Linked DNA regions of Mus musculus: regions 2, 3, 4, 5, 6 and 7 are each linked to region 1. Evidence: chromatin contacts called from public Hi-C, HiChIP or PLAC-seq and promoter capture Hi-C data. All regions are on one chromosome and are shown on one strand. Each heading gives the region's core, a stretch centred on a gene start, on an enhancer-like site or on the middle of the called end of the contact. The rest is flanking DNA. Distances are from core to core; before and after follow the strand shown.

What was found. Promoter capture Hi-C pulls out the DNA fragments that hold promoters and counts their contacts. A called contact is a pair of places that touch in the nucleus more often than the background predicts. HiChIP or PLAC-seq counts read pairs in DNA pulled down with a chosen protein or histone mark.
Region 2: a promoter capture Hi-C map of hippocampal neurons shows a contact between it and region 1, with 6 times the contacts expected there. The contact joins the promoter of Ece2 here to the promoter of 2510002D24Rik in region 1.
Region 3: a contact with region 1 is called in a promoter capture Hi-C map of hippocampal neurons, with 4 times the contacts expected there. The contact joins the promoter of Top3b here to the promoter of 2510002D24Rik in region 1.
Region 4: a Hi-C map of B cells shows a contact between it and region 1, with 5 read pairs. The contact joins the promoter of Sdf2l1 here to the promoter of 2510002D24Rik in region 1. A contact is called at or near these places in 2 of 39 promoter capture datasets (hippocampal neurons and liver) and 1 of 484 Hi-C or Micro-C datasets (B cells).
Region 5: a contact with region 1 is called in a Hi-C map of B cells, with 9 read pairs. The contact joins the promoter of Abcf3 here to the promoter of 2510002D24Rik in region 1. A contact is called at or near these places in 3 of 39 promoter capture datasets (the C10 cell line, cranial neural crest and hippocampal neurons), 1 of 484 Hi-C or Micro-C datasets (B cells) and 2 of 9 other capture datasets (adipose tissue and liver).
Region 6: an H3K27ac HiChIP or PLAC-seq map of extraembryonic endoderm stem cells shows a contact between it and region 1, with 8 times the contacts expected there. The contact joins the promoter of Eif4g1 here to the promoter of 2510002D24Rik in region 1. A contact is called at or near these places in 6 of 39 promoter capture datasets (the C10 cell line, cranial neural crest, hippocampal neurons and 2 more) and 1 of 115 datasets of contacts at active chromatin or transcription factors (extraembryonic endoderm stem cells).
Region 7: a contact with region 1 is called in a promoter capture Hi-C map of the C10 cell line, with 5 times the contacts expected there. The contact joins the enhancer-like site here to the promoter of 2510002D24Rik in region 1. A contact is called at or near these places in 5 of 39 promoter capture datasets (the C10 cell line, cranial neural crest, embryonic stem cells and 2 more) and 1 of 115 datasets of contacts at active chromatin or transcription factors (embryonic stem cells).

What each region holds. Positions count from the first base shown.
Region 1 is chr16:18,834,112-18,837,844 of GRCm38.p6, reverse strand. It overlaps 2510002D24Rik (RIKEN cDNA 2510002D24 gene), which reads right to left and starts at 1,265. Exons shown (of 3, transcript NM_001033164.2): 1 at 1,226-1,265; 2 at 972-1,139. The coding sequence starts at 1,249. Ufd1 (ubiquitin recognition factor in ER-associated degradation 1) reads right to left here. Exons shown (of 12, transcript NM_011672.4): 12 at 2,584-3,609. The coding sequence ends at 3,535.
Region 2 is chr16:20,628,128-20,631,838 of GRCm38.p6, reverse strand. Ece2 (endothelin converting enzyme 2) reads right to left here and starts at 1,988. Exons shown (of 19, transcript NM_139293.2): 1 at 1,792-1,988; 2 at 1,401-1,487; 3 at 929-1,058; 4 at 527-742. The coding sequence starts at 1,830. It overlaps Eef1akmt4-ece2 (Eef1akmt4-Ece2 readthrough), which reads right to left. Exons shown (of 20, transcript NM_177941.1): 3 at 1,401-1,487; 4 at 929-1,058; 5 at 527-742.
Region 3 is chr16:16,868,484-16,872,319 of GRCm38.p6, reverse strand. Top3b (topoisomerase (DNA) III beta) reads right to left here and starts at 1,584. Exons shown (of 18, transcript NM_011624.3): 1 at 1,265-1,584. It overlaps Vpreb1 (pre-B lymphocyte gene 1), which reads left to right and starts at 3,065. Exons shown (of 2, transcript NM_016982.2): 1 at 3,065-3,254; 2 at 3,342-3,836. The coding sequence starts at 3,209. The coding sequence ends at 3,724.
Region 4 is chr16:17,130,227-17,133,863 of GRCm38.p6, reverse strand. It overlaps Sdf2l1 (stromal cell-derived factor 2-like 1), which reads left to right and starts at 1,481. Exons shown (of 3, transcript NM_022324.3): 1 at 1,481-1,740; 2 at 2,071-2,267; 3 at 3,076-3,637. The coding sequence starts at 1,554. The coding sequence ends at 3,357.
Region 5 is chr16:20,546,837-20,550,576 of GRCm38.p6, reverse strand. It overlaps Abcf3 (ATP-binding cassette, sub-family F (GCN20), member 3), which reads right to left and starts at 1,974. Exons shown (of 21, transcript NM_013852.2): 1 at 1,832-1,974; 2 at 1,464-1,611; 3 at 1,263-1,342; 4 at 787-833; 5 at 476-573; 6 at 253-375; 7 at 1-156. The coding sequence starts at 1,904. It also overlaps the pseudogene Gm15760.
Region 6 is chr16:20,670,496-20,674,431 of GRCm38.p6, reverse strand. It overlaps Eif4g1 (eukaryotic translation initiation factor 4, gamma 1), which reads right to left and starts at 1,705. Exons shown (of 33, transcript NM_145941.3): 1 at 1,556-1,705; 2 at 471-564; 3 at 118-204. The coding sequence starts at 530.
Region 7 is chr16:20,412,913-20,416,959 of GRCm38.p6, reverse strand. The region is part of intron 2 of Abcc5 (ATP-binding cassette, sub-family C (CFTR/MRP), member 5); the gene reads left to right. Among named protein-coding and RNA genes, the nearest start is that of Abcc5, 11 kb to the left of the region's middle. Within about 2 kb of position 2,714, at least 70 of the 459 cell types and tissues checked have an H3K27ac peak or open chromatin away from gene starts, as enhancers often do.

The sequences.
Region 1 (3,733 bases), core at 16-2,515:
TCAGCTTACAACCATCTGAAACTACAGTTCCAGAGGACCCTCAGGCAGTAGATTCACATGGTACAGATAAATATGCAGGAAAAACACACATAAAATAAGAATAAAAGTACTTTAAAAACTATATAGAAGCCTAGTGGTTGTGGCACACGCTTTTAATCCCAGAATTCAGGAGGCAGAGGCAGACGGAACTCTGAGTTCAAAACCAGCCTGGTCTACAGTGAGTTCCAGGACAGCCAGGGCTATACAGAAAAACCCTGTCTCAATCACAACAACAAAAAAAAATAAATAAAAAAAAATAAAAATAAAATAAAGAAATAATTGCTTCTGTGTTCTGAGTTTCCCGGTGAATTGCTTCTCCATGACCCTGGCCATTTCTCTATTCAGAAACATCTTTGTTTCTTACACTAATTTATGATAGCTGACATATAGTTACAGACAGTTAAGTTTCCAGTCTTTTGCTTTCCGCCATGTTTTTTACTTTCGCCATGTCTACATGGCTATCTAGAGTAAGTAGAGGTTTCTTCACATCTCCCTCGAAAAGGTCCAGCAACAGCCTCCATACTTGTCTCTGTCCTCTACAGTACCCTTCACACTCTCAGGTCCAGACTGACCTGCCAAAGATAACTCAATTCACAAGTACTGGAACATTTTTAGGTGCTCTTGGACTCATTCTTATGCCCTCTATAGCCCACCCTCGTGCTCCAGACACGTTGGCTTTTCTCTTCCTCCGTCCTATCCCCAAGGGCTGGGTGAAGGCAAGCTTGCTGTCAAGCTGATGACTCTAACGCTATAAGGTTACTCTCTCCAAGCCTCTCTATACTTCCCTTCCTTCTGCGCCCCCCTCCCCGCGCCGCCCCACCCCGTAACTGAGGCTGTCTAAAGTCTCGTTGATAACGCAGTTTGGTACTCAGGAGAGAAACACGAGAGAGTTGCCCCAAGGATCTGCGCATACATCCACACCCAGCCCGCACCTGGGCCTCGGCGCTGCGGCTCTCCTCCCACTCGCGGCAGTTAGTCAGGTCGCGGAGCCACTGCCTGCAATCCGGCCGCTTGCCGTGGACGTAGTAGTGGTGTAGGACGTGCCCGACGCTGCGGCAGAGCTCCCACTCGGCGCGGTAGACCTCGCACGGCCGGGGAGGCTGCGGGGAGAGACAGCGGAGAGCGCGGGCAGCCCCCAGGGCCTGATCCCACCCAGCCCAGGAGCCCAGGAGCCAAGCACACTCACCTGCCAGCTCCCTGCGACCGCCATGTCCAGGCCCCGTGTGACTGACAGGGACATGAACCAATGAGCTCCAAGCAAACGCGCACTAAACAGGACGTCTGCACTGAGTGGCTGATAGTCAGAGGCCACACTACCTGGTGTCTAGCCGATGGCTTGGCTTCAAAGTCACATAAGGTATTAATTAGCATTCGGAAAAAACAGGAGTTCTGGTCAGTTCTCCCAGTTTTTTATTTTTCAAATCCGTATGTGGTTCAGTTTTTGAAGTACAGACTCTTGAACTCTTGAGTAACCCACCTGGCGGACTGAAATTGCAGGTATGTAGCCTGAGCATACACAGAGTGTAGGTGAGCTTGATTTGGTGTATGGAGAGGAGGAAGGCAGTGCAGGATGACTAAGGGTGAAAGAAGTTCTCCTAGAAGTGACAGGCTCAGGGTTGCACACCTTTAATCCCAGCATTCAGGAAACAAGAGCAGGGACATCTCAGTGAGTCAGTTCTAGACCAGAAAGGAATATATATATATATATATATATATATATATATATATATTAGTGAGACCCTGTCTCAAAAAGGAAACAAACCCAACAACAAAAACAATTTAAAAAAAAAAAAAAAAACCTAACTGGAGATCATAAGGTGAGATGACTCAGCTGTAGAGAAACTTGTGAACAGAACCAAGGACCCGAGTTTGATCCCTCCTAGTTTGATCCTTCTAGGCGACAGAAGGGACTCCTGAGCACTGTACTCTTATCTACACATGCAGTCACATTTTTATTAGTGCACTTGTGTGTATAACTATGTATGTGCAACACATATACTTAGATCATCTGGAACTGGAGTTACAGTTATAATTACAGGCTATGAGCCACCATGTGAGTGCTGGGAAGCAAACCTGGATCCTCTGCACGAACAAGTGCTTAACTGAGCTCTTTCCAGCCTGACCAAGTTAGCTAACAGAATCCTACAAATGAAAGCTGTCTTACTGCTAGGGAAACTGAGACAGCCCCATAGGACAGGTCGGGCAGGTTACCACAGCATTTATGCCTTCCAGAGCCACATTTGGCCAGTAATGATGTATGTGCCAGAGTTAGGAGCCAATTAAGTTTATGGATATTTCTAAGAGCAAATGGACACACTCTGGAACTACAAACATAGAGGGAAAGTGCACCCTCCATGAGGACCTTGCTAGGCCTGACCAGCTCCACTCCAAGCATCAGGGAGTGACATCCATCCCTACAGCCTCCACAAGTCTCGGAAATAGTCTCTAACGACAGGATGAAGTAGGGTGCTGCTGCAAGGGGGCCTTCCTATGACTTCTGGCTAGTGGCCCATACCACCAATCTACAACATACCATATCAAACTAGAGGCGAGTTTTAATCAGTTTATTTAATTCTTCAATAAGAATTATTCTCAGGGAACAAATTTTAAATAGCTGGATCAGCATGTCAAAAGACCTTACATCATACAAAGTGCAGATCTGAAGACAATAAAACAGTAAGAAAATGGGGTATGGGGGAGCCTCAGTGGCAGAGTGTGTGGCATGCTTAATATTCACGAGGTTCTGGTTCAATCCTAGCACTTGAAAAACAGACAAACCATCAGAACCTTGGGTAATAAATGTAGCGGAGGGCGGGCAGTGGTGGCGCACACCTTTAATCCCAGCACTTGGGAGGCAGAGGCAGGTGGATTTTTGAGTTCAAGGCCAGCCTAGTCTACAAAGTGAGTTCCAGGACAGCCAGGGAACTCTGTCTTGAAAAGCCACAAAAATAAATAAAAATAATAATAAAAAATAAATGTAACGGGGGCACGTTACTCAAGCATGTATTCATTCTGCCTTTCATATCTGGCTTCATCATGGAATTCACTGAGAGCGAGCAGATTAAAATGAGAGCGCTTTCATCTGGATGAGATCCCTTCTGAGTCACTGTAAATAAAAACAGAGGCCATCTTTGTCTGGTACTCAAGTGCTGGCCTGAGTAGCCATGATGGGCTAAAGACACTGCACCATGAACAGACATGGGGAAGAAGAGTGAGTCAGGAATCGGGAGCTGCTCTGCTGAGGCTGTGAGGGCCCTGAAGCTGGAGTTAGGGAGTGGAGGAGGCCACCACCTAGAGGACCCCAGCGCTCTCTCCCCCAGATCAAGCACACAACCTCCAAGTTCTGCTGCTTTGTATCCAGGACAAGCTTGATAGTTCTCAGGTAACTTTAAACAAACCATAAATAACAGAGTATCTCTGAACTTGTCAGAGCCAGTAACTGTAAGCCAGGTGCAATCGGATCTTTTATTTTCCAGTCAGCCAACAGTTTTAGACTTAGGGCTTTCTTCCCTTCTTACGCAGTGACTGTCCTTCTCCAGAGAAAGCAATGAATCTGCCTCCAGCTTCATCCTAGGTATGAAAATAGGATATTATTTTCAGAAACTCCTCAAAGTTTACAATAACCACTTTATTCCATGGACTTGTGTGCCATCCATCTACTTTCCCCACTTCATTAATCATAATAAGAAGTGCC
Region 2 (3,711 bases), core at 739-3,238, 1.8 Mb before region 1:
AAACCAAAAAAAACCCCCAGGTTCTTCTCCCAACCCCTTTCAGAAGAAGTCTCACTGTATAGCCTGGGGTTGGCCTGGAACTTACTATTTAAACCAGGCTAGCCTCAAACTCATAGAGATTGACCTATTTCTGCCTCCTGGCTGAGTTTGGGGATTTTGAAACAGGGCCTCACTGTGTAGCCTGGTCATAAAACTCACTCTATAGACTAGGCTGGCTTAGAATTCATAGCGATCCATCTGTCTCTACCTCCTGTGCTGGGGTTAAAGGTGCACACCACTCAGGGAGACGGAAAGAGCAAATTGTGGCTTTCCCTCCTGTCTGTGGATACCCTCAAAGGAGCCCCTGTTATTCTGCCCCATCTAGCCCACCTCCAGTTACTAAGCTTTCCTGCTCTCTGCATACCCTCCCTCAAGAGCTTCACAGAATGACCCACCTAATTCTGAACTTGTGAATATTTATTGAGTACCTACTAAGTGCTGGACCATGTGTCAGACAGGAAGCTTTCGATTGACAGTCTTCACTCACCAAGTAGGTGCTTCAGTATGGCCTGGTTCTGGTCCCAGAGGCTGTTGAAGGTGTTCCAGCGAGAACGTCCATTGGGTAGAGGGTTTCTTCGAATCCAGCCTCCACAGGAGAACTGGTAAAAGTCCTGACAGGGGCTCACCCCACGGTCTAGAGACTCCAGGATTTTTCCAGCTACTCGAATGCAGGCTTCTGTGACGCAGGTGCTATGGGCTGGGTCTGTGGCAAGAGACATGGCAGAAGGCAGGAGACTATCAATCGGGGTGGAAGAAGCAAAACCTTTTGAGAAGCCGATGACAGCAGGAAGTTGGAAAGGCTAGCCCCAAAAAGAAAAATATTGAGAGGACTTTCAGGTTTTGGCCCCCCTTAGCTGTGAGGGCTGCCAACAGGTGTGAACCCACCTACCTCTGTGGACCCACAGAGCCACGAGGCAGCCCAAAAGAAGGGCAGCCAACACTAGAATGAGGCCTGCCAAGACCAGCTCCAACTGTGTGTGTGAACCAAACAGTTGTCTTGTCCTCTTCTGGAATCCCACCTGGGGAACACAGGACAGGCGCAATTGAGTTGCATCGCAAGGACCCAATATCGCAGAAGTCCTCCCAGAAAATAAAGATATGAAGAAGGTACAGCCAGTTTCCAGAGTGATGGAGCAAATAGCGAGTGGGGGTTAACTTCGGGCCCAAAAGCAAAGAGGCAGGTGGAGCCTGTTTTGTGCAACGTCATGGCTTTGAAATGCCTCACTACAGTCCTGGCGCAGAGGCCAGAGATGGAGTGGAAACCAGGACAAGCGACCCACTAGAACAGCCACATGGTTACTGCAGGCAGGCATCATGCCAAAGGTGAGGCCTGATGAGAAAAGGGGAACCCCTTTGCCCACCTCCAGTGAGTCCCGGGTGGCCCTGCCTTCAACTGTAATCTCTGGTGATTCTTCATCCCGAAGCTTAGCACGTTTGTACTCCACCATCTGCAAACAGTTCGGAGCACCAACTGAGGTTGGGCAGCTAGGCCTTCTGCCCAAGGCCCTGCTCGGGTGTCCCTCGCTGGACCGGCTTCCTCCTTTCATGCACAGAGGGACCTTCCCCGGGTGTCAGACTCTCAGACTAGGGTCCCCTCTGACACCATCCCTCTCCAACCCGCAGAAGAAGCGCCATCACCGAGGCAAGCCGGGGTCCCAGCCAGACGCTGCCAGTTCACTCACACCCGCCCCTCCACACTTTGTGCCCTCTCCACCCGGGTCCTCTCCCCTGGAGTCCAGGGCCATCACTCACACTGCCTCCGCCACCCAACTCGTGCAGCGCGACGTTCATGGTGGAGTGGAGCAAGGCCGGGCCGCGCCTTAGGGCTGGGCGAGGTTGACCCGCCCAGGAACTACGGCCCAGGCCACCCGCTGAACCCCGCCGCTGCCCTCCATCACAGTCACTGCTGCAGCCCCTGGCTTGGCCGCGGCGGCCCGGCTTTCTCAGGTCTCCCCGACCCAGCGGCGCGCCCGGGGGTGGGAGCGAGGGGGAGGGGCGGAGCGCGCGCGGCTCCCCGCCAGCATCCGCGCCCAGACCACGTTCCGCGCAACCGCTGCTCTCCATCAAGCCTGAGAGCCCCTCAGGCAAGCCACCCATAATTTGCTTCCATTTGGTTGAGGCCCAATCATTGCTAATTTTTTTTTTTAACCCGGACTTTCCAAATTTCAGGCCTTCAATACTTTTAAACACCATAGAGGAGTTATGTCCCAGAGAGGAACCCCTTTACCTAGCAGAATGTCTGCAGGGTCTTTTTTTTTTTTTTTTTTTTTTACAGCAGGAAACCACAGGCAGTTCACCTCTATACAGGTGTCCATAGGATATCTACAACAGCACAAGGCTCCAAGCACAAAGAAACTCTAAAGCAACTATTCTGAATTTTCACAATGTATATACAGAAAAGCCCACTGTCATTGGGGATACACACAAGCACATACCAAGTGTTACGGCAGCATGCACTATACACACAGCTCACACTAATGCCGCTCTTACACATTGCTTCAAGATGGCACTTTCACTCTCCAAGATAATTGCCGTCATCGGATCATCTCATAAAGGGAGGGTTACAGATGGTGACAAATTGGCAGGGAAAAAAACAGCCATGCACAGATATTTAAAGAAAAGACATGCTAACACTTCCAACTCAGGAAGGCAAGCGATTTTATTTGGGAGGTTTACAAGAGGGAAAAAAAAAATCACCAAGCAATATTTAACTGAAACGCAACAGTGTGGTATCCATGCATCACCATCTGCCTTCCATATTGTCATTCCTTAAACAGGCAGGCGAGTGTTACAGTCTGTTGCGCCAAGGAGTGCCTCATGTTTTTTACAGTGCTGCGGAGGGAACGGGGACACCAAAGCATTGCCTCCTCTTCCTCTCCCTAACCAGGAGAATACCAAACCGTGATCTGAGGCAGCCTTAAGTAGTGAGTGGCAATGGATACTCATTTATTGATTCACACCTAAGTTCTCAGACATCTTATTGCAAGTGGTGCTAGCGTGGGCTATTCTTGAGACTGAGAAACGATGCAAGATGAATGGATTTGGCTGAGAAGTGCTAGACTGCTTTCTTAGGAACTGTTCCATCCCCAAATTGCATGTTCTCAAACAAGACAGAGCACAGTGTCACTGTTAGGATGAACAATTCTGGGTTTAGACTCAGTTTCCCCATCTGTAAAATGGAAATAAGAGTAGTATTTAGGCAGTGGTGGCACACTCCTTTAATTCTAGCACTGGGGAGGCAGAGGCAGTTGGATCTCTGAGTTCAAGGCCAGCCTGGCCTACAAAGTGAGTTTCAGAGGACCCAAGGGTACACAGAGAAACCCTGTCTCAAAACAAACAACAGCAAAAAAAAAAAAAAAAGGTATCTAGCTCAACTTGTGTTTCCGTAATTAAAAAGAACAGTAACTGCACATAAAGAGTGTATTGTGAGTCAATCTGGTTTTCTCCAGATACTGGGTATTAAACCAAGGGCCGTGCACCCGCTAATAGGTATTCTACCTCCAGATTATTTGGGACCTTAAAAAACTCATTTTGGAGGGGAACGCCAGGGCCAAAAAGGGGGAGTGGGTGGGTAGGGGAGTGGGGGTGGGTGGGTATGGGGGACTTTTGGTATAGCATTGGAAATGTAAATGAGCTAAATACCTAATAAAAAATGGAAAAAAAAAAACTTAT
Region 3 (3,836 bases), core at 335-2,834, 2.0 Mb after region 1:
GAGAAAACCTGGACTTGATGGCTTATAAGCATCACCTACACACCACACTCACACTTTGTGACTCTGAAACAACACTATTCACTTAAGCTTTTGCTGTGTGTGTGTGTGTGTGTATGTGTGTGTATTGGGCAAAGACAGCGTCTTGTGTGGCCAAGGCTGGCCTCTTAACTATATAGCCACTACGGCCTTGATCTTCCTATCTTCAACTCCTGAGTGCTGGGAATTCAGGAGTACACCAAAATGTCTAGCCAAAATTTTTATATATGATCACTTAAATAAGACTCCTTAACATAAACCTACATGATATACCAAGTCTTTTCTGCCAAGGCTCTGACACTATAGTTTGTCCTATTCTGGAGTTAGGTAAGCAAAGGGCTATTTAGGTGTGGATTGCAAAGAGAGAATAGCAAGACAACCTGCCCATTCTTTGCCACACCTCACTAATCAGTGTCCCTTGGAAAGCACTGTAAATATGGAGGTTTCTTTTTGTATTATGTAGTAGTGGATTTAACTTGAGGAGCCCCAAAAGGGGTCAGCAAAGCATGGGAAATCTAAGAATTTAACACTTCAGTGACTTTTAATCACCTACAGATCCAGGAAAATAAGCCTGTCTCTTAACTCCTTCTTTGTATCTAGTATGCTGCAGCTCTGTCTACCAACATTGCTATAAAATAGGAGTTAAAGTTAAACAAACAAATAAACAGTTATTTTGTGTGTGGATATGTATGGGCACGCACATGCTGCCGGTCACAGGTCAGAAGACAAATTGTGGGATTCAGCTCTCTCTTTTTACAACGTGAGTTCCCGGGGTCGGAACCTTGGTTGTAAGAGCGCTGAGCCATCTCATCATCCTAGTTTAAAAAGCCAGAATAAATCGCAGTGCATAACAATTCAGACTAGCGACAAGGGACCTTGGCGAACGGTGAAAATTCCCCCCTTTCTCTGGCTATCAAATCCAAGTCGTCCTGGCTTTTCACAGTCCTGTTCCCAAAGGCCGGGTTCCAAATAGGTTAAGAGAGGTCATCCGTTCTTCCCTATGCATAACTAGCTGGCCCTCGACTCTAGCTCATTGGTTTACCCAAGTTTTCTCCTAATCTGCAGAGATCAAGTCCGAGAACAGCCTGGGTCTCCAGACAGAGCAGGCTCCGGGAGGCAGCGAGTGGAACCTTCGGATAAGAACGCAAACCGCAGGCCTGAGCCTCTGTGGGCAGCACAACTTCCCTGAGCCGGTTTCCCTACCCTCAACTAGGGGGAAACGTCTCACCTCGGGGCCGCGGGGAGCTCGTTGGAAAAGCGACCACTGCCCACTAAACGCGGCTCCACCGCCGCCCAGAGGCCCCACGGCGAGGGCTGGATGGCGAAAAAGCCGCGCCAGGGCAGGACCCTCCCCCACGCCCCCGCCCGGGTCGGAGCGCTGCTACCATTCCGGAAATGCCTGGGGAAAGCCAGCGTCTTCCGCTTCCTCGAGCAGCCAGCATCCCACTGCTCACCCGCCGTGCCGCTGCGCCTCTCGCTCCGGCTGTGCTTTCCCCGGTGGCCACTCACGAACTCACTTCCGGCTCTGTCCGTCTGTGGCGTCCCCTCATCTGCCCTCCGATGTCGACACTAAGGTGTCTGCAAGTTCCGAGGCTGGTGAGTTCCGGGTGCCTTGCTGTCTGCTTCCTGTTGGGAGCAGCAGGGGCTCCCCAAGTCTCCATTGTGTCTCCAAAAAATCATCCGGAGAAGACATTAATGACGATTGTCAGTATGATTACGAGAACTGATGAAAATATGCAATTAATGATTAAAATAAAAATGTAAAGTTTATTTTTATTTGATATGCATTGGTGTTTTGCTTGCATATGCACATCCGTGCGGGGGTGTCAAATTCCCTGGAACTGGGGATAGTTGTGAGCTGCCATATGGGTACTGGGAATTGAACCCAGGTCCTTAACCACTTAACCAGCCCAATAATTAAAATAATTTAAACATTTCAGATAGCAGGCTTTTTCAGTGTTAGCAACATCTGTGAGCGGGATGGTGGCTCTTACCAGGAATCAAGCAATCAGAAGGTTGAGACAGCGAGTTAGAGGTCATTCAGGGCTACATAGTGAATTTCATTCCAGCTTGGGACTATAGGCTATACAAGACAAAACAAAACAAAGCACCTTTTAAAATTTTGAAGACCACACTACTTGTGTTAATGTATCTGGAAGATAATATGTAATTTTTTTAGAGTATTAGAATTATGGAAGTTTTAAAATAGTTTTGATGACTTTATTAGCATACCGTTTTTTAATAGCCTGGTATGGTGGCTCACAACTTTGATCTCGGCACTTGGGAGGCAGAGAAAGGCAGATTTCAGTGAGTTCGAGGCCAGCCTCATCTGCACATTGAGTTCCAGAATAGCCAGCCAGAGCAAAATAGTGGGATCCTGTCTTAAAAAAAAAAAAAAATATATATATATATATATGTATGTATATATTCAGATTGTCTCATTATGTAGCCAAGGCCATCCTGGAACTCACTGGAACTCACTGTGGACCCAGGCTGGCCTCAAACTTATGTTTTTAAGCCATCCTTTTGTTACCAAGACTGGCTATGACAGCCCCAACTTGTCAACGAGACAAGTAAGAAACCTATAAGATGGCTCAGCAGGCAGACAGTGGCTGCCAAGCTGGCCATGTGAACACAAAAGAAATGAAAATAAAAATGTAATTAAAAGAGATAATACTAAAAAGCAGAGGAAGGAGATTTATTTAGTGTGCTCACATATGGTAGAGGAACATCTAAAGAGGCCCAGTGACTGCTCCCACACATATTTGGGGTCTGATATGAGGCTTAGGTTTAAGGAGAAAACTCTTGTCCCCTTTACCAGGCATTTAAAGTGAACTACAGATCTGCTTATTTGGGGCTCAGCCTCTCAAGGGGAGTTGAGGTCACTCTCCCTCAGGGAGACAAGCCCGCAGTCCTGGGTTCTGGCCCATGACGTTCCAGCAGGTGCTTCCTCCCAGAATGCTTCCCTGGGTCAAACCCAGAGCCACAAAGGCTTCCATTAGACCATTCTGGTAAGTGACAGAGTCACAGAGCCCAGAAAGCCTGGGAGGGTGGTGAGCAGGAACCAGGGGTGCAGTGACCCTCTCCCCAAAGCAGGGAGGAGAGTGCTTCCCAGCTGGTCAGGGCCCAGGAGCAGTGGCTGTAGGGGGCAGGGTGCTGCAGGTCTGGAGCCATGGCCTGGACGTCTGTCCTGCTCATGCTGCTGGCCTATCTCACAGGTAAGGAAACTCTTGGGGCCCAGGGCTTCTTTGCTCCTCCTATGGCCTTGCTCTGCCCCAGTGATGGACATGCTTCTATCTTCTCAGGTTGTGGCCCTCAGCCCATGGTGCATCAGCCACCATTAGCATCTTCTTCCCTTGGAGCCACCATCCGCCTCTCCTGTACCCTGAGCAACGACCATAACATTGGCATTTACAGCATTTACTGGTACCAGCAGAGGCCGGGCCACCCTCCCAGGTTCCTGCTGAGATACTTCTCACACTCAGACAAGCACCAGGGTCCCGATATCCCACCTCGCTTCTCCGGGTCCAAAGATACGACCAGGAACCTGGGGTATCTGAGCATCTCTGAACTGCAGCCTGAGGACGAGGCTGTGTATTACTGTGCCGTGGGGCTCCGGAGCCAGGAAAAGAAGAGGATGGAGAGGGAGTGGGAAGGAGAAAAGTCGTATACAGATTTGGGATCTTAGGCTCTGGAGACATTCAGACCCTGAACTGAAGACAGAGTTTGCTTTGCTCGGCTAGTCTGGTATGGGAAGGAGGGGTAGAACGTGAGGTTTTGCAGAGCCTAGAAGATGGAAT
Region 4 (3,637 bases), core at 232-2,731, 1.7 Mb after region 1:
AACATCAACCCAATGCAACTGACACATAGAGTCCTTAAGTCTCCACTTCAAGGGCTGGAGAGATGGCTCACTGGTTAAGAGCACTGTCTTCCAGAGTTCCTGAGTTCAGTTCCCAGCAACTACATGGTGGCTCACAACCATCTGTAATGGGATCCAATGCCCTCTTCTAGTGTGTCTGAAGACAGCTACAACTCATATACATAAAAAAAAAAAAACTGTTTTAAAAAGTTTCTGTGAGAGAGAGAGAGAGAGAGAGAGAGAGAGACGGAAACAAATATAAAATGTCATGAGGTGAGGCCCCATAAAAGTTAAAAGAATTTTTGGTTCCCCCATTTTGGCTCTGGAGTGTAAGCAGAGATATTTTGTGTGAGGCTGTGGTCCTTTGTGAAAGGCAGTTCTGGCTGAGCCTTTTGTAAATTATTCTTGTTAGACATTCATGCACGAGATCCCCTCCTTCTCAGCCTCATATTCATGTGTGTGTTAGGGTTAAAGGCCTGACAAATGACTCTATTTTGATTCTAACTATTCTGACACAGCTTACTTAGAAACATGTTGTCTGCCTGTCATCCTCTCTAGGCGGATGACCTCAGACTTATTCTTGAACTTCCTGCCTCCACTACTTGAGGGTTGATTTGCTAAGGATCAAATCCAGGGTTTTGCGCTTGCTGGACTCACTCAACTGAGCTACATCTGCAGACGGAAACATAAACTTTAATGCAAACATAAACTTTACTGCGTATCTAGCTAGTGCCCTAAGTACATGCTTCATCAGCTTCTTAGTAATGTAGCCTGGAGGGGCAGTTCCTTTGTGAATACTCAACAGATGGATGGATGGATAGAGTGAATGTGTGTACGTGAGCGCGCGCGCCAGCACTGTGTGAGTGTGTGTGTGTGTGTGTGTGTGAGAGAGAGAGAGAGAGAGGGCTCACAGCTTTGTCATCCAGCAACCTTAGGATTCTGCCACCAAATGACTCAAGTAGCTGCATGACTAAGAGAATTAAAAAACCATGGGGTCCAGAAACTGATGTGATTCAGTTTGATTAACTCCTGGGGCCAGGAGATTTCAATAACTTTGTTATCTGCCCACTTTGAGACCACAAAATCTCGTAATTAACATAAGAACCTGTAGCTTTATCCCGGGGTCTGAGTGGAGGGACACGAGACTAAAGTTTAGGGGGTCCAGGGTCAAAGGGGTTCCTATACCTACTACACCCGAGGATCTCTAACCGGGAGCCAAGTGACTAGAAGCAACCAACCCGGGTGTGCGGCTTTCCGTGGCCTCTCCGGGGACGCTCGCCGCAGCCACTGCTTTATTGGCGGGTCCTCGGAAGCGTGGACCAGTTAAAATCCTCCTGGTGTCTCCAACCCCTTTCCAGCTACCTCCTTGGAAGCTGGGGGTGGGGCCGCTGCACACGGTCCAATAGCAGTGCAGGAGGAACGCGCGCGCGCAGACGATTGGCTGCCGTGGGAGGGCGCTGTCAGAGCTGGATTGGCCGCTGTTGAGGACGGAAGCGCAGAGGTCTAGAGCAGCTGGAACCTGGCCGGCTGGCGGGATGTGGGGCGCGAGCCGGGGCAGGGTAGCGGGGCCAACGCTGCTGGGGCTGCTGCTGGCGCTCTCAGTGCGGAGTGGGGGCGCGTCCAAGGCCAGCGCCGGGCTAGTGACCTGCGGGTCAGTGCTGAAGCTGCTCAACACCCACCACAAAGTGCGGCTGCACTCACACGACATCAAATACGGATCTGGTGCGCAGGGGTGGTGACTGGGACCGCCAGGGGGCGGAGGGCTTAGAGACTAGGTGGTCCTAGCGGGGTCTGTGGGTTGTCAGGGAGCTGGGTGGTTGCGAGTCTAGACTCGCTTGTGGGTCGTGACTGACAAGCCTGAGGGATCGAGGATGCGCGGGAAGGGGGAGGGCGATGTCCACCGGTACTTAGGGTCTGGCCTGGGCTGGGGTGAGCTCTTTGGATCCTAGAGTGGTAGGGGCTGTGAGGGAAACTTTTTAGTGTTCAAGACGAGGGTCCGGAGGTCTGTGATTAACAAGAATCCACGGGGTGGGGTGGGCTGTTACTCTTCAGGCAGCGGCCAACAGTCGGTAACCGGCGTGGAGGAGTCCGACGATGCCAATAGTTACTGGCGGATTCGCGGCGGCTCCGAGGGTGGGTGCCCGCGCGGACTCCCAGTGCGCTGTGGGCAAGCAGTGCGGCTCACGCACGTGCTCACCGGCAAGAACCTGCACACGCACCACTTCCCGTCGCCGCTATCCAACAACCAGGCAAGCCCCGTTCCGAAACCCACAGAGGCTGCGTGGGGCAGGGACCCAAAGACAGAGGGAGGGATGTAGGGGAGGGGCCCAAGAGGGGACTCAGTGTCAGCTACTGTGAATTGGGAGTTTCTATTCAGAAGTTTATGGAGCTCCTGCTCTGGGTCCTGTCCCCAGTAACTTTCTCCACCGAGTTAGAAGTGAGAGATTAGTTCGTATTTGGACACAGAGGTGGACCCACAGCGCAGATAATAGGAAACTGCAGGAAGGAGAAACTCAGGGCTGGGTCTTAAAGAGAAGTGGGAGCTTCTTCCTACTCCTTCCCCTCTGCGAAAGAGTTCCTACTAAAGTACAGTGTTCATTGCAGCTGGTCTGGGAGGGACGCAGGGAGAATCTGACAGTGCTTTGGAGAGTTTCAGGGGGAAAATGTTGGAGGGGAATTTGGGGGTAAGGCCAGTTGGCACTACACAGTCTGATACAAGAGGCTCTATGCACCTGAAGAATGGGGTGAGAGTCTATTTTGAGACCAGATTTCTCTATGTAGCCCTGGCTGTCCTAGAACACACTATGTAGACCAGGCTGGCCTTAAACCCCCCAGAGATCTGCCTGCCTATACCTTCTGAGTGCTACGCTTAAAGGCGTGTGCCGCTGAGCCTAGCTAGGGCAGGACTCTTGGCTTCCATTTTCATAGCTGTGAATGCTGAAGGTCAGGAAAAGGAGCAGAGGCCCCAGGATACTAGGTGCAAATATGACGGCCAGACATGCAGCTCAGGGGAGCTTGTGCCCTCTGTGTGACTGTTCCTATACCTTATACTCTCAGGAGGTGAGTGCTTTTGGGGAAGACGGTGAGGGTGATGACCTGGACCTGTGGACAGTCCGATGTTCTGGGCAACACTGGGAGCGAGAGGCCAGTGTCCGCTTCCAGCACGTGGGCACCTCTGTGTTCCTGTCGGTCACTGGTGAACAGTATGGTAACCCCATCCGTGGGCAGCATGAGGTTCATGGCATGCCTAGTGCCAATGCTCACAACACGTGGAAGGCAATGGAAGGAATCTTCATCAAGCCTGGAGCAGATCTCTCCACGGGTCACGATGAACTCTGAGAACCAGATGAGTGATGGGAGGGTGGCTGAGTGGCAATCTCGGGGTCACTCTTGTGTAAGACTTTGTTTGTAGGGGCCCTCAAGTGCCTTTATGATTAAAGAATGTTGGTCTGGGATTATTTTTGCTGTAACCCTGGGGAAGATCTGAAGGTGCCAGCCATATCTGTCCAAGTTACCATCTCACCTGTCTCAAGCACCTGCTGAAATTTTTTTTTTTTTTTTTTTTTGAGACTGTCTCACTATGTATCCTTGGCAGGCCTGGAACTCACAGAGAGATCCA
Region 5 (3,740 bases), core at 725-3,224, 1.7 Mb before region 1:
TCCTGCTCTACATGCAGTAGGGAAATATGGGCTGGGACACGCAAGCTCCGGGTAGCCAGCATCTTTAGCAATGTCGTCTTCCCCAGACCATTGCGTCCCACCAGGCCGTAGCGTCGGCCCCATGCCAAGTTTACATCTGCTCCAGCCAGCAGTACCCTGAAGGGGTGGTAAGAAAGAGAGATGAAGAATCATCTAGAAACACAGCTCCTTCTCCTTTAATTAGAAAGATCCTGCCACTGGCCATTCCCTCACCTGTCACCAAAAGAGACATCAAAGTTCTCAATTCGCACATCATAGGACTTGTTCTTGCCAGATGATTCCAATCGACTCTCTTTTCTGCTGCCTGCCTGGCTAGCTGACGCCTCCTCCAAGACTCTTTTTAAAAGAGAAACAGACAGCTTTTAGGGCTCCCGAAAGTCCTTCAATACCAGAATCTGCCCTGCTTCCTGCTTAGAGCCCTTCTTCCCAAACTCACAGAGGGTTGCTGGTCTTCAGTGTTTCCTTCTCTGAACGCTTCTCCTGCTTTGCCTTCAGTCGAGCTTCAGCCTTCTCTAGTTTCTTCGCATTTACTGTCTGAGTGAATTCCAAACACAACCAGTTCATACTAGGGTACAGGTTCAAAAAGGAACTCCAGAGATTACTGCAAACAAACCCTTAAACTTACCCATGACGCTACATAAGCAAACACGCAGGGAAAGACACACCAGAAATCTCGCCCAAAGATACACCCACTATTCAGTAGACGGTCAACTCTCACACCCACCACAGCCCCTTCCCACTTCTCACCGAGGACTGTTCCCTCTTTAGCAGTCCTGGAAGTTTGGTGTCACAGTCTGTAAGTGATAAGAAAAGCAGTCACCTTCTCCATGAGAGAAGGGAAATGAAGACTTTGAATGACTAACAAGAACCAAGGATAGTTTTAAAGATAGCATTATAACACTGAAATGGACAGTTATTAGCCTTGAAGTAAAGGGCAAAACGATCTCACACTTAAGAAGAGCCCAATGTACTCTTTTAAGACCACGCTGTTGGTTAAGGTACGAAACTGGCAAAACCAGCTTCAAGGTCTGTATGCCTCCTACTACAGACAATAGCTTGGAGAGCCCTCCAGGCCCCGTTCTCCATCACAAGCTTTTATGGTCACAAAAATACCGCTAGCTCCTACAAGCCTTGTTGTTGAGATGGAGAGACCTGAGCTGCAGCGAGGTGGTGGCTGGGGGTGGAGGCAGAAGGCAGCTAGTTCAATCTCCCCTCACTCTCACCATAGTTTTCCATTATCTTCGACAACTGGATGGGGGCGTCCAGTAGCACCTGGCTGTTTCCCTGGTTCTGCGGTTCAGCCCTATGTAGGTAGAGAGAAAGCACTCACTTGGGAGAAAAGATTTACAGCCTTCAGACCTTCCCCCTCGTTTGTTCTCCATTCTCCTCTCTTTGCCCATCAACTTCATTCCCTTGGCACCTACAGGCGTAGAGTGTTGTACATGCGCTGACAGACAGCCCTAATGCCAGCGTCATCCTTGCTGTCCCCGGACACTTCTTGCAATAGTTCCCCGACAGCTTCCACCAGGTCATCCACAGACTCGAAATCCGCGCTGCCACTGTGCAAGACACCTGAGCCGGGTACCGCAGAACAAGACAGACAACGGGTAGGGCGGATATAGGAGCAGTTTCAGTGTCTGTACAGCTCACTCGGGGCACCAGACCCCACTGGCCCTCAAGATAAGAGGTCACGCAGAGAGACCAGATAGCGGTCTGCTGCACTGTCCGCCCTCAGTCTTTCCCCACAACCTCCACTTCGGCCTCCCCAGGCAGTTAATTCAGTTTCGCTCACCGGTCACGTAGTCGAAGACCTGCCCGTCAATTTCAGGGAACTCGCTTCGCAGGATATCAGCGCAAGTCGCCATGTTCACTCGGGATCCAATCTGCGCAGTCGTGGTGAGACTTGGGCCTAGGACCGCCTCCCTGCCCTTCCTCCCCACCCCGAAATCGCACCCCTCATCCCAAGGAGCATGCGCAGGGTTGACGTAAGAAAGCAGAGTCTGCGTGAGTCCAGGGGGCGGGTCTAGTAGAACGGGACGCAAGCGCCGCGGAGTCCAGCAGGCGTGGCAGCTTCCGCGCCTGCGCGGTTCCAGTTTCCCGTCTACGTCTACCACCTGTGCGGGTTTTCGCTGCCTTCTGGAAAGTGGAGGTTGTATCGAGGGGCGTGGCAGGATCGCCCGAGGCTTATCGTAGTGGGGAGCACGGGAGGTGTTGCGAGGGGAGAAATGCCTAGACACGGGCTAACGTGGGAGGGGGTCGCTTTACAGCTTGGATACCTTCCCCGCAGGCGCATGCTGCTGCTCGCCCACCTTTGGCGTTTTGCTGACTCACGCCAACTCTCGGTCCAGAGTGGATCAGTTTCAATTAGTCCTGCTAGTTGAATCAGCTGGGTGAGGAGCACACTTCTGCTTGCCTCTTTGCTCTGTCCTCAGTTCCTTCACACTTCATAGGTGTTCAACTGGGTCATTGAGAATGAAGTTCTGCCACCCCAAGGCACATCACCCACTGCCAGAAAACCTGAACAAGCCCTTTTATAAGTTCATTGTTTATCCTGGGTCTACAGACAAAGCAGATCTCAAGTGTCTGTAAAAGATACACCTCACACACACACTCAATTTGCAAAATTAGACAACTTTATTCCAATGCGCTCAAATTACACCCGTTTATATTTCCGAGACAATCTCTCTAGAGAGCCTAAGCTAACTTAAGAACTGAACCTCCTGCCTGTCGCCAAAGTGCTGGAATTAAAGGCATGTGACAACACTCGACTGCCCATTCATCCAGCTTAAGCATTATTGCAATGGGGAGCTGCCAGTCTTGGTGTTAAAGTTTAAAAAAGCTATCAGCATGCCTGAGGTTATAGATTAGTTGGTAAAATGCTTGTCTACCCTGAGGCTTTGTGTTTGATCCCCGGTACCTCATAAAACTGGGTGCGGTGCATGCCAATAACTCCAACATTCAGGAGGCAGGGATAGAATGATCAAGAATTCAAGGTTGCTGGACTTAGATGGAACCAGCCTTTAATCCCGGCACTCAGGAGGCAGAAAAAGGCAGATCTCTGAGTTCAAGGCCACCCTGATCTACAGAATTCCAGGACAACTAGGGTTAAAGAGAAAAACCTAAGGAGAAAAAAAAAAAAAAATCAAGGTCACCCCACTGCTACAAAATGAGTTCCAGGCCATTCTGGGGCCATTTGAAACCTTGTTTCAATTCTCTGGTCTCAGTAAGCTACTGAGTACTCAATTCTCTGGTCTCAGTAAGCTACTGAGTACACCCATATGTGTATAATACATTTAGGAGACTAGGGCAGGCAATTTGGGAGTTCGAGGCCATTCTGGACTGTACTAACTTCCGCATAAACAAAACAGCAATTGAACCTCTAGATCTAATAACCAGTTTACAGTAAATTCAGGCCAGGGGCTGGAGAAAGGACTCTGAGAAGTGCTTGTTCTGTTCTCAGCATTAAGACCTGAGTTTGATCCCTTGTACCCAAGTAAAGTCAGATGTATCTGTAAGTCACTGTGGTCTATTTTCTGTATAAAATGTACTTAGGCGCTTCCAGTTTACTTTAGAGTTGAGACATTAGTAGCTATGCAACTGAGCCAATGTATCAGGAAATCAGAGAGGGTTCTCCAGCCCCAGGAGGATACAGGGTTTGGGGTGGAGACAATGGTAGAAAAACAACGGGAAAGACTGAAACT
Region 6 (3,936 bases), core at 456-2,955, 1.8 Mb before region 1:
CAACTGTCAAGGAATGGAGGGGCAAGTATACAGTGTCCATAGTTCCCATACTAGCCCCAAACCAGCAGCTCATTTTCCCAGTTCCCACCCAAGCCTACTCAAGCCACAGTCCCTCACCTGGCGGGGCTGAGAAGGCGTGTTCATTTGTGTCGCTTGAGGCGTGCTAAACACCACCGGTGCAGTCTGCCCCGGGGGAAACGCTGGCTGAAGGGGAGAGACCAGAGTTCAGCAAGAGGGGAAGCCTGGGTGGGGCTTAAACCCAAGCTGGTGAAGTATGGGGAGCAGACCTGTAGTAACAGCCTCAGCAGTCCACATGTTCCCTCCCTGTGACAGCCCCAGGGACAGCCAGGGGCCCTATCTCAATTTGGCAGCAGGCAGCTGCACTTTGCCCTGACACAGATGGGGGTGGGAAAACTGGGAGCTGCGTGACCTCCACCCCGCCGGAGTCCTGATCATTTAGCCTTGATTACCTGTGGGAGTCCAGGGGACCTGGCGGGTGGGGGGCCTGTGGGCTGGGGAGCTTTGTTCATTTCATTTGGTGCCACATTAGGGTCCCCCCAGCACCTGTTGGAAAGAGCAGAGCTCGGAACGAGGAAAGGACCCAAGCTTATGGCAAACGGGCTGGGGGAAAGGTTGTATCAAGAGCTAGGGCCAACACGGATTAAGGGAGGTGCCAAGTGAATGCAGAAACAGAAAACATACAGCCTGAGGACCCCACCAGCACACTGCAACACCCTGACCCCACCCTTGCCTGCTCAAACAGCCCCCTCACTCACCCCCTCGGTTAAGAATAAGTCCACAGTGCGGCCTACAGGTTCTGGGCATCCGAAGGCCTGGGGTTGGGAGGTGAGGGGTATCAACCTGGCTCCACGGGGCCCAAGACCAACCAGACCGGAAATTCCAGGTCTTGCTGGCACCAGGCTCCCGGATCACAAATGAAGCCGGCTGCTCCGGCCGTGATATCCCCACCCCCCACCCGGGGACACCGGGTTCGAAGCCTGCCGCGGGGCACTCGCGCGGGGCCGGAGAGGCCTGAGGCCGCCCGGGAACACAAGCCAGGAAGGGCGCGAGTCCGGCCGCACCAGCAGGGCGGGCGGCGACCGCCGCGAAAGCCGGCTCGGGGCAGGCGAGGGTCGGCCGCCGGGCGGGGCTGGGGGCTCCTCCCTGCCCGCCGCCGCCGCCTCCCAGCTCTGCGCAACGCGGCCAGTGCCAAAGAACAACGTGTCACTTCCCGGCGGCCGCCCGGGCCCCGCAGGGGGAGGGGGTGGCGGGTTTGCGCCGCACAGCCTGCGCCGGGCCGCGGCCCAGGCCGGGCGGAGGTGACTGTCTCGCCGCCACCCCAGCGCCCTCCCCGCCCGGGCCCTGCTCCCCACCCCCACCCGGGCCCGGCCCGGCACACGTGGGCCGGGGATCGGCCTGGCGAGTAGGGCCTGGGCGCAGGCTCGGAGCCGGGGCGCCGGGGCGTCGGCGCAGGGTGGCGGGCCCCGGCCCGGATGGCGGCGGATGCGGGGGGAGGGGTGGGGGGCCGGGTCGGGCCCGGACATGGCGGCTTTACCTTCAGTCTCCTTCAGTCCGCGCGGCCGAGCCCCACGCAGCCGCACAGACGTAGTCCACAACCATTTCCGGCTCCCCGCACAGATCCCGCTCGGCGGCCACCGCTTCTCCGCAGGCGCAGCCAGCGCCCCACGTGACCGGCGCAGAGGGCGGAGCTGCGCTGGCGCCGGGGAAGCACATGGGATTTGCTCCGCCCCATCACGTGACACCCACTGCCCGCCCCCGTGTCCCCTCCCGAACTTTGGAACTCCCAGGCCGACCCCCTCTGAGGCTCTGGCGGTTCTTTAGTTCATTCATACTTTGCGCAAGCATTTATTGAGCGCGTGAGTGCTAAGTGAAGTGCCGGCCTGGAGCTCAGAGTGCGGAATCTAAAAAGCAGTCCTGCCCTAGTAAGTGTAGTGTGCAAATTATGCAGCCTCTGAAAATGCTATAGATTTGATCTTTGATAGACCTATTAACAAAGGAAATTCAATATTGCACCAAAGAAACTGCCGCAATCTAAAGAAGCAATTTTACTTTTGTTTTTTTAAAAAAATCAGTTGCTCCTAGGGAAACGCAAAAGTCAACATGAAAACTTTGGAATAATGGAAAAAGGAATCCCAAAGCTGTACGTGTGCTGACTGGCTAAGGCAGGGAATCAGTTACCATAAGCTTTAAAGTAGGGAAATGTCACCAGGCAGTGGCGAGCCACGCCTTTAATCTCAGCATTCCAGAAAGATAGGCAGGTAGATCTCTGAGTTCAAGGCCAGCCTGATCTACAAAGCAAGCTCCAGGACGGCCAGAGTTACAGAGAGACCACATCTTGAAGATTTCTGAGATGGTTCAATGGTTGGCGCACTGGTTGCTCTTTATTGCCTGCTCTTCAAGAGGATCTGGGTTTACTTCCCATAACCCATAAGGCAGTTCATGTCTGTGTGTAACTCTGATTCGTTAGAATTCTGCCCTCTTTTGCCCTCTAAAGGCACCACATATGCATGTAGTGCACAGACATATGAAAACAAAACATTCATACACGTAAATATTTAAATTTTAAAAATAGGAAAATTTGAACTGGGTGGTGGTAGTCCACACCTTTAATCCTAGTACTCCAGGGGCATAGGCAGGAGAATCTCTGTGAATTAAGGGCTAGACTAGTGTAGAGAGCTAATTCAGGACAGCTAGGGTTACACAGAGAAACCCTGTCTCGAAAAACAAAAAAAATAGCCAGGCTGTGGTGGTGCACGCCTTTAATCCCATCACTTGGGAGGTAGAGGCAGGTGGATTTCTGAGTTTGAGGCTAGCCTGGTCTACAGAGTGAGTTCCAGGAGAGCCAGGGCTACAGAAAAACCCTGTCTGGAAAAACCAAAAAAAAAAAAAAAGAGTTGTACTCTATTGAACTGAGCATTTGAGCATTTAGTTAGGTAGCAGAGCCTTTCCCACTGGCCTTTCTCCCTCTCACATGCTACCTCCTAGCATGCATTATATCACAGAATTGGTGACCTAAGTGAGGGGGGCAATAATGTAAACTTCATCACTGTGCTACCAAGAAAGCAAGGCTACAGGGTGGGCAAATGCGGGCACAAGGATCCTCTAGATGGCCTGAGTCCTCAGTGGTCATGTGCTTTCCCAGCATTTGGGAGACCTTGGGTTCAATATGCAGTAACAGAAAACAACCAGTCCAAAAAAAAAAAAAAAATCACCATAATCAGTAGCTGGAGAGACAGCTCAGGTAAAAATTGAGCATGTGCCAGGTAGTGGTGGCACATGCCTTTAATCCCAGCACTTGGGAGACAGAGGCAGGCGGATTTCTGAGTTCTGCAGAGTGAGTTCCAGGACAGCCAGGGCTACACAGAGAAACCCTGTCTCGAAAAACCAAAAAAAAAAAAAAAAAAAAAAAAAAATTCAAGCATGTGATGGTACACATCTTTAGTTCCAGCACTTGGGAAGCAGAGGCAGACTCTTAAGAGTTCAAAGAAAGCCTGGTCTACAAACACAAATTGAGAGTTCCAGGACAGCCAGGGTTATACAGAGAAACCCTGTCTCGAAAAACCAAAAAAAAAAAAAAACCACTAAATCTGAATCTGCTCCCCAAGACCCACATTAAAAGCTGGCCAGGGGGGCTGGAGAGATGGCTCAGGGGTTAAGAGCACTGACTGCTCTTCCAGAGGTCCTGAGTTCAATTCCCAGCAACCACATGGTGCTTATAACCATCCGTAATGTGATCTGATGCCCTCTTCTGGTGTGTCTATCAACAACTACAGTACACTTATAAGTAAAATAAATCTTTAAAAACAAAACAAATAAATGCTGACCAGGACTTGTAATTCCAGCACCAAGAAAGTTGAGAGAAGGCAAGATGCCCAGGGATTTGCAAACCAGCCAATCTACCTGAATCACGTGCGC
Region 7 (4,047 bases), core at 1,465-3,964, 1.6 Mb before region 1:
ATGTTTCTTGTGTGCATGGTTCTTGCTTGTACCAAAGCCTGCTTTTTGCATTGTGTTTATATGTGCACATGGAGACCGAGTGCATGGTGTGCACACAGAGAGTGTCCAAGTCCAGGAGCTCAGATGAGTTTTGGTTTTGGTGGTGTTGTTGAGCCTGTGGCATTACACACACTAGGCGTGCATGCTACTCCTTCCTAGTCCTTTTTTTTTTTTTTTAAATTGTGTGATGTTTTTATTTGTGTAGCAAATGTGTTGATTTGAATGTAATGACCCTCTTCTGCTCATGTGTTTGAATGCTTGGTCCCCAGTTGTTAGAACTGTTTTTTATTGGAGGAGGTATGTCACTGGGAGTGGGCATTGAAGTTTAAAAAGCCCACACCACTCTCCGTTAGCTCTCTCTGCCTTGTGGTTGTTGTCTCAGAGTGTAAGCTCTCAGCTGCTCTACTGCTCCAGCACCATAGCTGCCTCCTGCCACTCTCCCTACCATGATGGTCAAGGACTCACCCTCTGAAATGTTAAACAAGTCCCCTATTGAATGATTTCTTTTACAAGTTGACATGGTCATGTTATGTCCTCACAGCCAAAGAATGGTGACTAAGTCAGCAAGCGTGTAAGCACACTTTAGTATGTATGCATGTATGATGCTGCACACCACCTATCTGATACAGACACAGTTGAATTGAGGCAGAGCTTGCCTTTCTGTAGAATTTTAACTCAGATATGTACATACATACACACACACATATATACATATATATGTATATAATTTAACAAGGAAAAAGTCCTTCTCTTAGGGAAGACCTTAGGAAAAGATAACATTTAGCTGGAGAACAGAGAATCAGCATTTGGAGAAAGGAGAGACCGTGGAGGTAGAAGGTATAAGTCCTGGACCTATACAGCTAGGTCCTTGGACTTACTGCATGTTTGAGCTAAGTGAGATAAAGCTGTCAGGTGCTTTGTAAAGCTTGACTTATGTGGTCACGTTGGTGATCAGGCTAAAGTTCGGGGTGACTTGTTTTTCATGAGCTTGTTGAATGGAGGACAAGAGGAAGAATGGAAAATAACCAGAAATCAGCTAGAGTTCATGCACCGTTGTGATTGCATTATTTTTTCTCGTTGGTGGAATTTTCCTTCAAGTTAGAATATTTTGCGTCTAGGAAAGTAAGGAATCAGCATTCTGAAAATCCAGGGATCTTTATTAAAGCTTAGATGGACTCTTGGCATTGGTTAGAGTTTTCATAGTTAGCTACTCAAGATATCTTGATGAGTTTGAGTTGTATTTTAGGGATTTAGGATGTAAATCTTATCTCTTCCAGAAATTATTCTAAGACCTTATTAGGAAAGGAATAGGAGCCTATTGCAGAAATGTGTGAAGCACATACGATTATATCAGAAACAGAAATCACCTCTCCCCACCTCTGCAATCATTTCCTGCAATACTTTGTATGACATTACACTTTTAGAGGATTTGACCCTGAAAGCTTTTACAGCTAAAAGGCATGTGATTTTGTTTTAGCTCTTATGTTCTCAGAGTGGAGAACAGTGCCCGGTGAGTCAGCCTGGTTTAGGGAGGAGGGCAGGACAGCAGCTAGTATTTCATATCTCTGCATAAGTGTTTCTGCAGCAACTCAGTGCATCTTCTGGATGCCTCTGCCCCCAGTCCCTTTCCCCCATGTAAGCATCTATCAGCTCTGTGAGGCCCTGGAGTTTCTTAGGCTTGGTGGTATGAAAAGGTAGCTGGCCTCCAGTCAGATGCCAGTCTCAGTGCTGGCCACAGCCCCAGGAGAGATGGCCGTCGTGCTGTTGCTGGTGAGAGCTGCTTGTGTCTACAGCAACAGCTCACTGATTCCCACCTGAAAAGAAAATTGTTAGATGGGGCTTGGGGTAGTTCTTTCTTTTTGTGTGTGTGACGGTCTCATTATGTAGCCCTAGGCGGTGTGGAACTTACTGTGTAGACCAGGCTAGCCTCAAACTCAGATGTGTCTGCTGCCTCTGCCTCTGATGTGCTGGGAACGAAAGGTGTGCGAGCCATGACACTAGCATAGCTTACTGTTTTTAAGGTAGTTCTAAGCACTAGTGTCTATTAAAGTAGTTGGGAGATGACAAATGGCCAGTGAAACTCTTAGTAAAGCTTGGCTCTGTGGCATAGTAAAGACCTGCTGTCCTTCATGCCTTGTGTCTGATCACAAATTAAAGGGCCAGTGCTAAGGAGAGACATCCTCTCTACAAGTCCTTGCAATGACTGAACCTGTGTGTTTCAAACACGGTGACGTGAGGTTCTTCTGGTACACTGAAGCCCGATAGTAGAGTTAAACTTGTCTAGTTCTTCCTTCCTTCCCTTTTAAAGGAAGGAGTTAGCTGTTTAGGTGTTATGTATGCTTTTCCTTATTCAAGACTCTTCTTCTGGCTGGGCCTGGGCCTCTCTAATTCTCATGCTTGGGTGTGGTTGAGGTGGAAGGATAATCCCAAATTTAAGGCCAGCCTGGGCTGTATAGTAAAAACATGTTTCCAAATAGCAGATTATTTTCTTCTGCATCTGTCGTTCAAAGAACTTGTGGAAAAACACGATTGACAAAGTCCATTCATGAACGCCTGAAGCAAGACTGGTTTACAAATGAGTGTCCCTCACAGGGAACCAAGTGTAGGCCAGGCTGTCCTGTGGCCTCACCTCCCCGTGGGTGTGGCACAGTAGAACTTATCAGCAGATCTGATAGGGTACTGTGATCTGCTGATTGTCCCAGTGTGGTATTTCTGGAGTGAGGTGACTCAGAGCAGAGCTATTGGGTTCTCTGAAACATTAATTTCCCCTGCCTATTGTTTTAGCCTAGTGTGTGGGGCCATCAGAAGAACAGTGGGACAGCCAGCCAAAATCAACAGGATTGACTATGCATGGCACCTATCTTTAAGATGCCTTTGTTTCTGGAGCAAACATTGTGAAAACGATTTATGTGCTATGCTGTGTCACAGAAATACTTACATTTGGTTTTGAGAGGTAGGTACACATTCTAAGTACCTATAAAAGCTGAAGTCATGTGACTTTGAAGAAGTCCCTGAAGCAGGGCCTGGGTGTGTGTGGGAAGCTCCATTGGTAAAGTGCTTGATTTGTAGGTGTGAGGTCCTGAGTGTGAGTCCTAGAACCCACGTAAAAGCAGGTACAGCAGCAGTGAGGGAGACAGGCGGGAGAATCCTTGGGGCTGATTGTATAGCCTGGTCCCAGTGAGAGACCCTAGCTCAAAAACGAAAATCGATGGGTCCCGAGAACTGACACCCGGGCTGACCTTGGCATGAGGAAAGTTCTATTTTTGTGTTTTTGTTTTCCAAAGCTAAAAACTGAAAATCTTAAAGGCATTTTCACCAACATTTACAAGTTTTAGTATCTAAATCAGTAATTTAAAAGTCAGACTGTGTATTAAAGTCATATGTAGAGTATTAAAAAGAAATAGGGCCCTATTCTAGATACAAAAGTCTCTGCAATGGAATCAAGTTATTGGTGGAGGTTTAGTTTCCTGGTGTGGCTACACTGGGCCTCCTGAGATCTCATGGAATAAAGGCAGGTCTTACTCCTTAAGCAGGGCTTCTCAACCTGTGGGTCACGAGCCCCTTGGGGGTCATATGAGTCCTTTTCAGTCCTTTTCCCTCACCCAATATCAGATCAGGCTCCCCCCCTCCCCTGCCTGTCCACTTTCTCTCTCATATCCCTCCCTCCCTCTCACTTGAGATAGCTTTCTTCTCTCTCGAAAGTGGGACTGAGGCATCCTCGCTTGGGCTTCAGCTTGTTGACCTGTATGAGTTCTGTGGTATTCTGTGCTATGTTTTTTTTGTTTGTTTTAATTTTATTTTTTGGCTGATATCTACTTATTAGTGAGTACATACTATGCATGTCCTTTTGGGTCTGAGTTACTTCACTCCGGATGATATTTTCTAGTTCCATCCATTTGCCTACAAAACTCAGCACGTCCTTGTTCTTAATAGCTGAGTAGTGCTCCACTGTGTAAATGAACCACATCCTCTGTATCCACTCTTCTGTCGTGGGACATCTGTTTTGTT